Regions from separate parts of the Sus scrofa genome. Here region 2 is linked to region 1. A link is a contact called in public HiChIP or PLAC-seq data. All regions are on one chromosome and are shown on one strand. The core of a region is the stretch at or near the end of the contact, and the rest is flanking DNA. Distances in the headings are between cores, read along the strand shown. Region 1 holds the start of LOC100155404. Region 2 holds the start of ANKRD34A (ankyrin repeat domain-containing protein 34A).

Region 1 (5,715 bases), core at 1,599-4,098:
GAGAGCTGGCCGGGCTTTCCTCTTACCACTTCATCCCTTTGTCCCTAAATGTCTCAAGTCCTTTGTTGAGTAGTAAACAAGCTGGGATTTATTTTATCCTATCACACAGAGTCCTCAATTAACTAGTCCCAGCTACTAAGGTTTTACTCAGTTTTCAATACACACCTTTCAAACTTTCTCCTATATAGCCACATGCTTTAGTATGCAAGTTGGCCTACCTGTAAATCTCAACATAGCCATCCTTCCCTAACTTCCTTCTAGCCCAGTGACCCTCAGCCAGATAGACTTTGCCCCTCCACCCCATGGAACATTTGGTAATATCTGAAGACATTTTTGTTGCCACTTAGGGGGAGGGGTGCTACTGGCATCTAGCTGGGGATACTTTAAACATCTTGTAATGCACAGGACAGCCCCCACAACCAAGAATTATCTGGTCCATAATGTTGACTCTTGTAAAAAGGTCGAGAGACCAGTGCTCAGAGTTCCCTTCCTTCAAGATTTTTTTTTTTTTTTCCTTTGAGGATTTAATCCTCACTTAGGTTAAACTTTTCCCCAGCCCTAGGCAGCCACTGTTACTGCTCTTGGTGAAAGCTAAGCAGCACATAGGTCCTGTGATTGTTTACACGCCACAAGAAAATTACCAGGGCCATGGCTATCATGAAGCTTGTCTTGGTTCTGTAACAAAGTTTCCTGGTTATAAGAACCACCTATGTGCTTCCTAAACATGCTTCTAGGTACCTCTCCTGAAGTTCCCTGGTCATGTTGGAGGTGGGAGGCTGGGAAGTGGTTTTTAGTGTTCTCCAGAGTATTTTTTAAAAATAGATTGGGGGGGGGCATAATGCATAAAAGGGCATAATTAAACATGTGGGATGGATTTCCGAGGCCCTCTCTGTTCAAAATTTGCATAACTCAAGACTAATCCTGACCAAGGCTAGGTATTTTACCAAATAAGATATACCTTTGAGGCAAAAGGGAAAATCTTAGTTTCCAATTCACTTGACAGTCAAGTTTTGAAACTAAGCCGTTCTTGGTAACCTGAGTGGGAGGGGGGCATTTACATGACTTTGTGCTTAAAGCAAATTTTATTAATTTATAATGTAGGAGTTCACATTTACATCCAATTAAAAGTTGCATAACATGGGCTGTATGTGCTTTCTTCTTTCACTGGGAAATTAAGATTCTCAGTGAGTCATCTTTCCCTGGAGACGACAAGAGGCAAGGGGAAAATGAGTCAAATGAGAATCTAAAATTTTCAGTTGAAAGAAAAGAAATCATACAACACAATTTATGGTAGGAAAAATCACTCTGAGACTGCCAGGGTGGTCTCTTCTTCTGAGGACAAGGGACCTTGTGTTTCTTAGGGTCTTTTGAAGTTGTTAAAGCATTATCAATTGGCTTATCTAATCAAAAGCCATCATTAATTATCCCCTTACTTAAGGATTAAACTTCCATTCCTTATCCTGAAACCAAAGGGCTTCTACCATGTGGCCAAAAACGGGACCTTCTTTAATTATTCATTTTCCCCAGGCTTCCAGCTTAGCTAAAATGTTCTCACTATCCTTTAATGCATTTGAAATTTCTCTTTGCCAACCTGAAAGCTCCATATCAACAAACTTGAAAACTCAAATCACACTGTACTTTCATTTCATATATTACCAAATATTTGCTGAGCAAAGCAATGAAGGGATAAAAAGACAAACACATCTAGAAGAGGGGATTACAGCAGTATAATGATAACTACAATTTAAGACAAAATGTATTATTTCCAAAAGAGGGGGAAGGAAATGTTATGTGAATTAAGGACAGTGATAGGTTGTATCCAGCTGGAAGATTTAGAAAAGCTCTGTGAGGAGAACTAACATGTGCCAGGCCCTGTGCCAGGTGATGGGCTTATAGAGGTGCCTCCTTCCCAAGTCCTGAAGTTCAGCTGGAATTTTATTTGTGACCAATATATCGAATATCCTATGGGAGTTTTTTAGGTTTTAGTTTTACCCAATTTTCACTGTAACACCTTTTAACTTTTTTTTTTTTTTTAAATGAGAGTTGCAACGTTTATTTCAGGTTCTCTCGTTTTTGTTTTTGTTTTTTTCTTTTTTGCCACACAGGCAGTATGTGGGAATTCCTGGGCCAGGGATTGAACCTACGCCGCACAGCAGCAACCAGAGCCACAGCGGTGAGAACGCAGGAGCCTCAACCCGCTAGGCCATCAGAGAACTCCTTCTTTTAACTTTTTAATCATCTGATTTTGGTAGCTGGAATTCTTCATTGTTCCCTTTGTATTTTGTGACTAAAGGTCATTATTTCTGTACTTCTCATCCAGATTGTAATATGTTCATTTCACTTTAATATGTTTCTTTAATTTTTCTTCACATAGACTATTTTTTATGTCATTATATTGGAAAGCTCTGGCTGTCCTACCTTCCCACCTGCAAACACAATTTAAGTCATATTGATTTTGGCTCACTGCATCTCAAACCTGCTGAAGCTTTGTTCACCACGGCCCTAGCTTGAGACATTTGATTTTCTTTTCCCTGTGAAATTAATTTCCTTTGGGGGAGTGGGGGTTGACTATAGTAAGGTATGTGTATAAGCCTCTTCTCAGTCATCACACATAAAATTTTTCAGAAAATAGTATTGGCTTAAAATATGTCCTGTATCCAACCATACTCAATACCTGCTTGCTGTCTCCCTGCTCCAAGCTGCCACCACCTCTCCCATATATTTGCAATGACCTTCTGACTGGTCCCTTTGTTTCTTCCCTCATCCCCTCACTCTATTTTCCACAAACCAGGTAGAGTAAATGTCACTCTCACACCATCCTGCCGAGCTGAACCCCACCACCACCACCATGTGGTTTCAGAGCAAAGGTCCCACAGTTACAGTGGCCCACACCCACCTCCTCACTGACTACTCTCCCTTTTGTTTGTTCCATTTCATCACACTAGGCTCCCAGCTCTACCTTGAACACACCAAGGCCCCCTATCTCAGGGTGTTTGTATTTGCTACTTCCTCTCCTGGAAAGGCTCTTCCCCCAGATATTTACATGACTGACTTCGTCAGTTCTTGGGCTCTGTCAAAAATTCCCTTAGTCCCCTTATCAGTGAGGCCTTTTCTGACCAACTTATGTAAGATAGAAAGCCCATCTCCCTCTCCCCCACCATTTATTGGTACTCCTTATTTCCATACCTTGCTAAATTGTCTTCCATGTACCATCAGAATACTAATGTACTTATTTGTTTATTACTGAATCAGAGATGGCTATGCATAACAACTATTCTTCCCTGCTTATTTTAACTCCCTGCTTACTGGGTGCATGGCTTCTCCATTAAAGACTAATTGACCAATTTTTCTTGCATCTGAGTTTGGCCATAAGACAAAGTTCTGAGCCAATGAGATATGAACGGAAATGAAACATACTAGTTTGTGCCCTAAAAAGGAGTATATATGTTTTGCCCTTGCCCTTTTACCCTCTCTTCTGGCTGGGGTGCAGATGCAATGGCAGAAACTATGGCAACCACTCTTGACCCAGAAATAGAAGCCATGTGATAAAGATGGCCCAACTGCTCTACTAGCCCTGGACTGTCACATGAAAAATTAAGAAATTGTATCAAGTTTGAGCCACTGTTTTTTGTTTGTTGGTTTTTGTCTTTTTAGGGCCACACCCTCAGCATATGGAAGTTCAGGCTAGGGGTTGAATGGAGCTGCAAGTGCCAGCCTATGCCACACCCAGGTAGCAAGGGATCTGAACCAAATCTGCAACCTAACTACAGCTCAGCTCACGGCATCCCTAACCCACTGATCGAGGCCAGGGATTGAACCCATGTCTTCATGGATACTAGTCAGGTTTATTTCAGCTGAGCCACAATGGGAACCTCTGAGCCACTGTTTTTAAAAATACATTACAATAATTTAAACTGCTCTCTGACCAGTACATTGTCTGATTCTCCTCCTACCTTCTCAGAATAAGTCCTATAAAGATAGGAACTTTGTTTTGTTCACTGTTCTATCTGCATCATCTAGAGTTGTTTCTGGCATAGAGCAGGCACTCAGTAAATATTGATGGGATGAATGGATTGATGAGGGAAGGAGTCTTGAGAGGGAGGGCAGTGGGACTGTTATTTATGAGATGCAGAGCTCTAAGAGTTGGATTTAACAAAATGATTTTTAAAATCTTTTGCCCTCTGAATGGGGAACAGCACAATACAAAGTGAAGGTCTAGGTGAAGTTGCAACCACCATGGTCCACAAATCATTTTAGAAGGTTCACAGTGTAAGTTGCTGGGTATTTAAGGATACTCACCTACCAACTCAGAAGCATTGAGAGGGTAAAGGAAAACTTTTGTTATTTCTACTACCCTCAATACTTCTGGCCACCAAGTATTTTGTTTTCCACATCAAGCAATTCTGACACTGTGTGGAATTAGCACAGAGCCCATGGGGAAAGGGCTCAGTCCAAGAAATTTTGTGAAATGAAATAAGGAGCAGTTTATTTTTGTTATTTTATATGATCACAGGCAATAATTTTAAATTACCAGACGGCAGAGGAAAATCCATGTCACTCTTTTGATATCGGTGTTTTCAACATTCAGGGCAAGAGAAAATACCTAAAGATATTAGTTTTAGTTTTTGTTACTGACAATGATGTTTGAGCTTTGTGTAGGTCTTCATTTCTAGTTAGTGGGATTATCATTTTCAAGTGCATTGAAGGAAAACGCTTTCGGCCAGAGGGAGTGTGAAACAGAGTTTGGACACTATCAATATAACCCTGGGTAAAGGTTGTTCAGTGTTCATAATAAATTCCCAATCCTAGGGTTGGGGCTTAAACTTGAATTTCTCTCTGGAGATGTATGTTTCATCTAGTTTGGCGTGTCTACTTAAGACCCCTACTACAACATGTAGAATAATGAGTAGGAGAAAGTCATACTGATTAACTTGTATAGGTATCAACCATAGGATTACTATCAGCAAGGGAGCATATCCTTGTTTTCCTAGGCTTCTTCATTCTTCAAATTCCAGATGATATTGACATGGGGGTAAGGGAGAGGATGGCAGAATGTTAAGAAATACAAAAAGCCAAATAATATTTATGTTATTTCAAGAGGATATAGATATTATTATTTTAGAAGTTGTTAGAAAAGTATGTTTATAAATATATGTATCTACAAAATGTACATGTATAAAAGATGAGTATAAAGCACTAGAAATATTTCATATTCAAAAAAGCAGAAATCCATTAAGGAATGATCAAGAATTCTTTGCACTTAACACAGATCCACACACATTTATACACCCATGTGAATGTGCATAAAGTTTTTTTTTTTTTCTTTTTTGGCCATCCAGTGGCATATGGAATTCCTGGGCCAGGGATCAGATCAGATTAGATCAGAGCCACAGCTGTGGCCAGGTCTTGCTTTTTTTTTTTTTTTTTTTTCTTTTTTCTTTTTGCCTTTTTTAGGGCCGCTCCCTCGGCATATGGAGGTTCCCAGGCTAGGGGTCTAATCGGAGCTGTAGCCGCCAGCCTACACCAGAGCCACAGTCTGCAACCTACACCACAGCTCACGGCAACACTGGATCCCTAACCCACTGAGAAAGGCCAGGGATCGAACCCATAACCTCATGGTTCCTAGTTGGATTCGTTAACCACTGAGCCACAATGGGAACTCCTTTTTTTTTTTTTTTTTTTTTTTTTTTGCGGCCAGTCCTTTAACCCACTGTG
Region 2 (5,964 bases), core at 1,473-3,972, 160 kb after region 1:
GGTCCAACAAAAAAAATTGAATGGCTAATAGAGGTCCCCTGTGGCTCAGTGGGTTAAGGATCCATCAGTTGTCACTGCTGTGGTTTGAGTGGCATGAGTTCAGTCCATGACCCAGGAAACTGGTGTAGACACACGCAAAAAAAAAAAAAAAAAAGTTACCACCAAGACAGCTTTCCCTCTTTTTTTTTTTTAATGGCCACACTCGCATCATAAAGAAGTTCCCAGGCTAGGGGCTGAATCAGAGCTGCAGCTGCTGGCCTATGCCACAGCCAGGCAGATTGGAGCCAGGTCTGCAATGTAAACCACAGCTCACAGCAATGCCCAATTGAACCCACATCCTCATGGATACTAGTTGGCTTGTTTCTGCTGAGCCTCAATGGGAACTCCTCCCTCCTTTGTAATGGAAATGCAGAGTGCATTGCCTCCAGCCGTATCTTTCTTTCTTTCTTCCTTCCTTTCCTTCCTTCCTTCCTTCCTTCCTTTCTTTCTTTCCTTTCTTTCAGCTGCACTTGCTGCAAGTGGAAGTTCCCGTTCCAGAGATCCAACCTGCACCACGACAATAACCCACACCACAGCAGTGACAATGTTGGATCCTTAACCCACCAGGGAACTCCTATTTCATGTTTTACTTGTTGGATATTGATTGAAGAACAAATATCCAAAGAAATGGAACCAACTACAAGGTGAGATCAGGAGTTCCCGTCGTGGCGCAGTGGTTAACGAATCCGACTAGAAACCATGAGGTTGCGGGTTCGGTCCCTGCCCTTGCTCAGTGGGTTAACGATACGGCGTTGCCGTGAGCTCTGGTGTAGGTTGCAGACCCGGCTCGGATCCCGCATTGCTGTGGCTCTGGCCTAGGCCGTAGGCCGGTGGCTGCAGCTCCGATTCAACCCCTAGCCTGGGAACCTCCATATGCGGCGAGAGCGGCCCAAGAAATAGGTAAAAAAAAAAACAAAACCAAAAAAAGTGAGATCAGAAGTTCTTTTGGTAGATAAATCAAAGCTGAATAACAATTTACTAAATATGGTTTATCAGAGGAAGGATGAATGGCTACTGCAGAGGATTCACTAAGATCCCCATTGTCTAGTATCGTGTCTAACATATATTAGATGCTCAATAAATGAAAGAAAATGTGATTTCTAAGGGCTGTTCCAGGCTTTAGACCTTGAGATTCCTACAGCCTCCCCTCACAGTCCCAGTCCTCTTGGTTTTCTCCCTTCTCAGGACTGTGGGAGCTATTATTATGAACCACTAATTTAAGAGGTCATAATTATATACTGTATTGTATTTTATTGTCTTTTATTAATTGTTCCCTAATCATCTCAGGGCTTTAAATGCTTCCTCCCCAATCAGTTCCATCCAATTAAGTTTTATTTGGCACTGTGGATTAAGTATAGAACCTGCCCTACAAAAACTTATATTCTTTTTTTTTTTTTTTTTTTTTTTTTTGCTTTTTAGGGCTGCACTTGCAGCATATGGAAGTTCCCAGGTTAGGGGTTGAATCAGAGCTGCAGCTGCCGGCCTATTGCCAAAGCTACAGCAACACTGTGGAATACAAGCCTCATCTGCAACCTACACCACAGCTCACAGCAACGCCTGATCCTTAACCCACTGAGCAAAGCCATGGATCGTACCCACCTCCTCATGGATACTAGTTGGGTTCATAACTGCGAAGCCATGACTCAAACTCCGAAACCTTAGATTCTAAGAAGAACAAAAATGCTAAAAACGAAGAGGGCACAAGTACTCCAGTAGAAGTGTGCATAAAATGCTGTCGTCAGACTGGGGAACAATTAATTCTACAAAAAAAAGGTAGTCCAGGAAAGCTACAGGTAGGAAGTAATATTTCATCAGAGTCTTGACAGATAACAGGAGTTTGTCAGGCTCTTAGGGGAATAATATTCATAGACTCAGGGAAAGCCTGATACCAGGGCAAAGAGAGGCGCCAGAGCAAGTCTTTCACTTTCTGCTTTAATATACCTCCCCTTTGCGCAAAAGAAAACTATGGTTCTCTGGTATACAATCAACCTAGTAATGGGAGCCCAGAGGAAAAGGGTAGGGAACTAGAAGGGGGCTGATCCAACAGGCTGCCGGAAAACGTTGTCTATCTATCTAGCAGCTTGACCTAGTGAACTCGTTTGGGAGGTGTGAGACCGAACCAGGTCAGAGCCACCAAGTCGAAGCCTTACCTGCTGCCCCTTCCCCACGGAGCCCACGCCGCAGCCAACTTGAAATTTGCTTGTCTTCCTCAATCTGGTGGCGTTCTAGGTCCGCCTCCCAGAGCTCCCCATTGGTGGGTTCTCCTGACCAATCTAGGAGAAGCCGGGGAGGGAGGCCCGCCCACTTGAAGCCTCGGAGGGGAAGGAGGGAGGGAGTTAGCTGGAACTCAGGCTTGGGTGAGTTCTCCACGCGCTGGAAGAATCACCTTGGGGTCAGTCATTTCAGACCTTATTTCAGATGGAGAACCCCTCGGCTAGCGGGAGTGCACAGAGGGAACCCGACACTCGGATCTCACCAAAGCACTCTGTTGAGGGAGCTTCCACAGAAATGAACTTCTATGAAACCTGCTCCTTAGGATCAGTCCTTCGGTGACTCTGTCTTCACATTTGGCCACTCCTCCATTACTCCAGCCTTCCCTTCAGTCCTGCACTGCTTCTCTCCAGTACCACCAATGAATACGTCTTTTCTTTATAAAAAAAAAAAAAATTCTTTAAGTTGCTGCCATGTCTGTGAGAAGATGCAAAGAGGGTTTAGGGAGGAAAGGATTAGGAATCAGATAATCAGAGCTGAGGAAGCTGGGCAGGTGCCTAGTGTTTCCTGCATTTCCCACTGCCTTCCAGCTCCTCTGGTAAAATGGGGCACAGTGGGAGGAGGAGCCCCACTTACACACACACCCACCCCCAGAAACAGAGAGAGTTCAGAGTAGAGATAGAATCTAGTCAAGAATAATAACCTAGATGTCAGAGAAAATAGCCCTGGGAGAGAAGCCTGTGGAGTAGGAAAGCTGTAGGTGGACTGTCAAGCACCTGGTCTTTGGAATTGACCCGAAACAGAGCTCTGAGGCTTTGGTGAATTTGCTTAAATTTGCTGTTTCAGTTTCTTCATCCATAGCAAGAAGTTAATTCCTACCTTATAGTGTTGTCGTGAGGTTTGGAGGTAATGTATATAAAGTACTTGGCACATAGCTGGTGTCCAATAAATGGTAGCTAGTAAAAATGGGTAGCTTTCCTGCAAATATCTCTCTTTCCCCCTTCTCCAGGAACATTGTTTTCAGTATCTTGTATCTAGTGGCCTCCAGCCTCTGAATTATTTCATGTGAGTTAATCAAACCCTTAGGATTTTTTCTTCAACCCCTCCCCACTCCCCCTGATGCCTTCCAGCTGGACACAAACTCATTCCTAAAATATGCAGATGGAAGCTGTGGTAACCATGGAGACAGGGCAGGTGGTGAGGAGAAGGCAGAGACAGACAGTGTGAGAAAAGGACTGCTACAGACAGGGAGAAAGAAGACTTTAAGAAGCGACTCAGAGACCTTCAAGTAAGATGGAAAAATAATGAGTCTAAGAAAGACTGAGAGTAAAGAGATGCAATGAGAGAGGATGTGTTACAAGGTTCACTCTTCTCTGCCCCTTTTCTATTTCTCTTCTCCCCCAATCCCTCCAAGAATATGAGGAGGCACCTGAGGATGCCCCTCGCCATATCTAAAAATGACCCCAAACACCCAGCCTCCTCATACTTATCTAAGGTCTGTACAGGGAGCTGAGGTCCAAGTTTATCTGTGCTCCATGTTCCATTTTTGGGAGGTGGAATGAAGATCTATCGCTGTGTCTGACTCCAGTTCCCCCTGACATTTAAACTAGGAGAAGGCAGCCAGAGCTCTTGCCTCTCTCAGCACAGTAAGGACTCTGGCTGTGGACCCCCATCGCCTCTCTCTACCTTTCTGCACAGTGTGCCATGTGCCTTGTGTGGCAGATCAGGTCTGGTGCACAGGCGCACATCAATACACCAAGCTCCGAGAATAGGGATCTGCTGAAGCTCAACGAAGAATTGGGATGGTCCCCAGTCTAGGTCGCGGAGGAGACTCCCAAGGAACACTTAGGTTTGTTGTGGCTGAGGGGAGGTCGTCTAAGCAGGGGAAGTCAGGATTGGAGCCTCTAGCTTTTGAGGGTTTATATGTGCCTGGGTGGGGTAACGGTTTGGTGCCCGACGCCCCCACCCGCAGAGACTGGGATATAAATAGCGAGGCAGAGCTCCGCCCCCCCCCCCCCCCAGCTTCTCTCCTCCGGAGCCGGCGCTGTGCCCGGGGCGCACTGGGAGGAGGGACCAGGCTTCTGTGCCCGGGCGCAGATACTGACACCAAGGGAATCCGGGTCCACCCCCCACCACCACCACGCCATGTGGGACCCCTGGAACCAAGCTCCGCCACCCCAGCTGCCCCGTGGCCCTGGCCTCAGTCTTGGCCCGGTGGAGATTCTGCGGACATACAGGTATCTATTTGGGTGAACTGCCTGGGAGGGGAAAGAGCAAGGAGTGATGGGGAACATAGCAGGGGCAAAAGAACCCCCCACTTCTCCCCCTACCCGTTTTAGGTCCCAAACGCAAGCTGCCTCCCTCCCCCCATTCAATTTATGGGGCTGTGGCAACCTAAAAGAGGTTAGGAATGGGACTGTGTGTGTGAATGTATGGGTGCATGTGTGTGGGTGGGTGGCGTTCAGCATCCTAGAAAGGGGGATTCCAAGTGCGGATAAGAAAAGGGGGATGCTGGAAAGGTCTGATAAGCCGTGGGGTGAGGGTGGGGGTGCGGATATCCCTGCGCGTGCACGTACGCATTTGCACGCGCGCTCATCCTTCAATGCGGGTGCACCCTTCCCACCTCCTCAGGCATGCGCTGGGGGGATGGGGGTGGCTCAAAGGCATGAGTTAGAAGGACTGTGTGCCATGACGTGGAGCTCTCCCCCGCCCCATGCCGGTCCTTCAACCCGTGCCTCAGTTTCCCTGCCTGAATCAGTCAATAAGATCTTTCTCTTTTTTGCAGGGATTGGCTTCGCCACTGAGCCCTCAGGCCTCTGCCAGCCATCACCCACACGCCCTTAGCTATCCTCGGCAGGTCCCAGTCCCGGCTCCATCGGTGCTTTCGCCCCAGCGGCAGCTATGCTGCATACCGAGGGCCACGCTCTTCTTCGGGCCGTGGGTCAGGGTAAGCTACGATTGGCCCGTTTGCTTCTGGAGGGGGGCGCCTATGTGAATGAGGGTGATGCCCAAGGGGAGACTGCGCTAATGGCGGCCTGTCGGGCCCGCTACGACGACCCCCAGAACAAGGCGCGCATGGTACGCTACCTTCTGGAGCAAGGCGCGGACCCCAACATCGCAGATCGCCTAGGGCGCACCGCGCTCATGCACGCTTGTGCCGGCGGTGGGGGCGCCGCGGTGGCCTCTCTGCTCCTTGCCCACGGCGCAGACCCCTCAGTTCGAGATCACGCTGGCGCCTCGGCGCTTGTCCATGCCCTGGACCGCGGGGATCGCGAAACCCTTGCCACGCTGCTGGACGCCTGTAAGGCCAAGGGCACAGAGGTCATCATCATCACCACCGACACCTCGCCTTCAGGCACCAAGAAGACCCGACAGTATCTCAATTCCCCACCGTCCCCGGGGGTGGAGGACCCGGCTCCCGCTCCTCCTAGCCCGGGGATCTGCACGTCGCCTTCGGAAATCCAACTGCAGACTGCAGGAGGAGGAGCACGGGGGTTGTTGTCCCCTCGTGCCCAGGAAGAAGAGGAGAAGCGGGACGTGTTTGAATTCCCTCTCCCTAAGCCCCCCGATGACCCCTCCCCTTCTGAGCCACTCCCCAAACCACCACGTCATCCTCCAAAACCACTCAAAAGGCTCAATTCGGAGCCCTGGGGCCTAGTGGCCCCTCCTCAACCAGTCCCGCCAGCCGAGGGGAGGCCGGGGATCGAGCGCCTG

Evidence for each region. HiChIP or PLAC-seq counts read pairs in DNA pulled down with a chosen protein or histone mark.
Region 2: an H3K27ac HiChIP or PLAC-seq map of alveolar macrophages shows a contact between it and region 1. The contact joins the promoter of ANKRD34A here to the promoter of LOC100155404 in region 1. A contact is called at or near these places in 1 of 5 promoter capture datasets (liver), 14 of 47 Hi-C or Micro-C datasets (alveolar macrophages, blood, brain and 11 more) and 2 of 2 datasets of contacts at active chromatin or transcription factors (alveolar macrophages and skeletal muscle).

Annotation. Positions count from the first base shown.
Region 1 is chr4:99,218,560-99,224,274 of Sscrofa11.1, forward strand. LOC100155404 reads left to right here and starts at 2,849. Exons shown (of 5, transcript XM_021090822.1): 1 at 2,849-3,125. The coding sequence starts at 2,849. It overlaps LOC110255273 (histone H2B type 2-F), which reads left to right. Exons shown (of 1, transcript XM_021089927.1): 1 at 1-1,141.
Region 2 is chr4:99,374,833-99,380,796 of Sscrofa11.1, forward strand. It overlaps ANKRD34A (ankyrin repeat domain-containing protein 34A), which reads left to right and starts at 2,723. Exons shown (of 4, transcript XM_021089938.1): 1 at 2,723-4,099; 2 at 4,273-4,487; 3 at 4,590-4,653; 4 at 5,036-5,964. The coding sequence starts at 5,152. It overlaps POLR3GL (DNA-directed RNA polymerase III subunit RPC7-like), which reads right to left and starts at 5,467. Exons shown (of 10, transcript XR_002343450.1): 1 at 5,338-5,467; 2 at 2,516-2,686.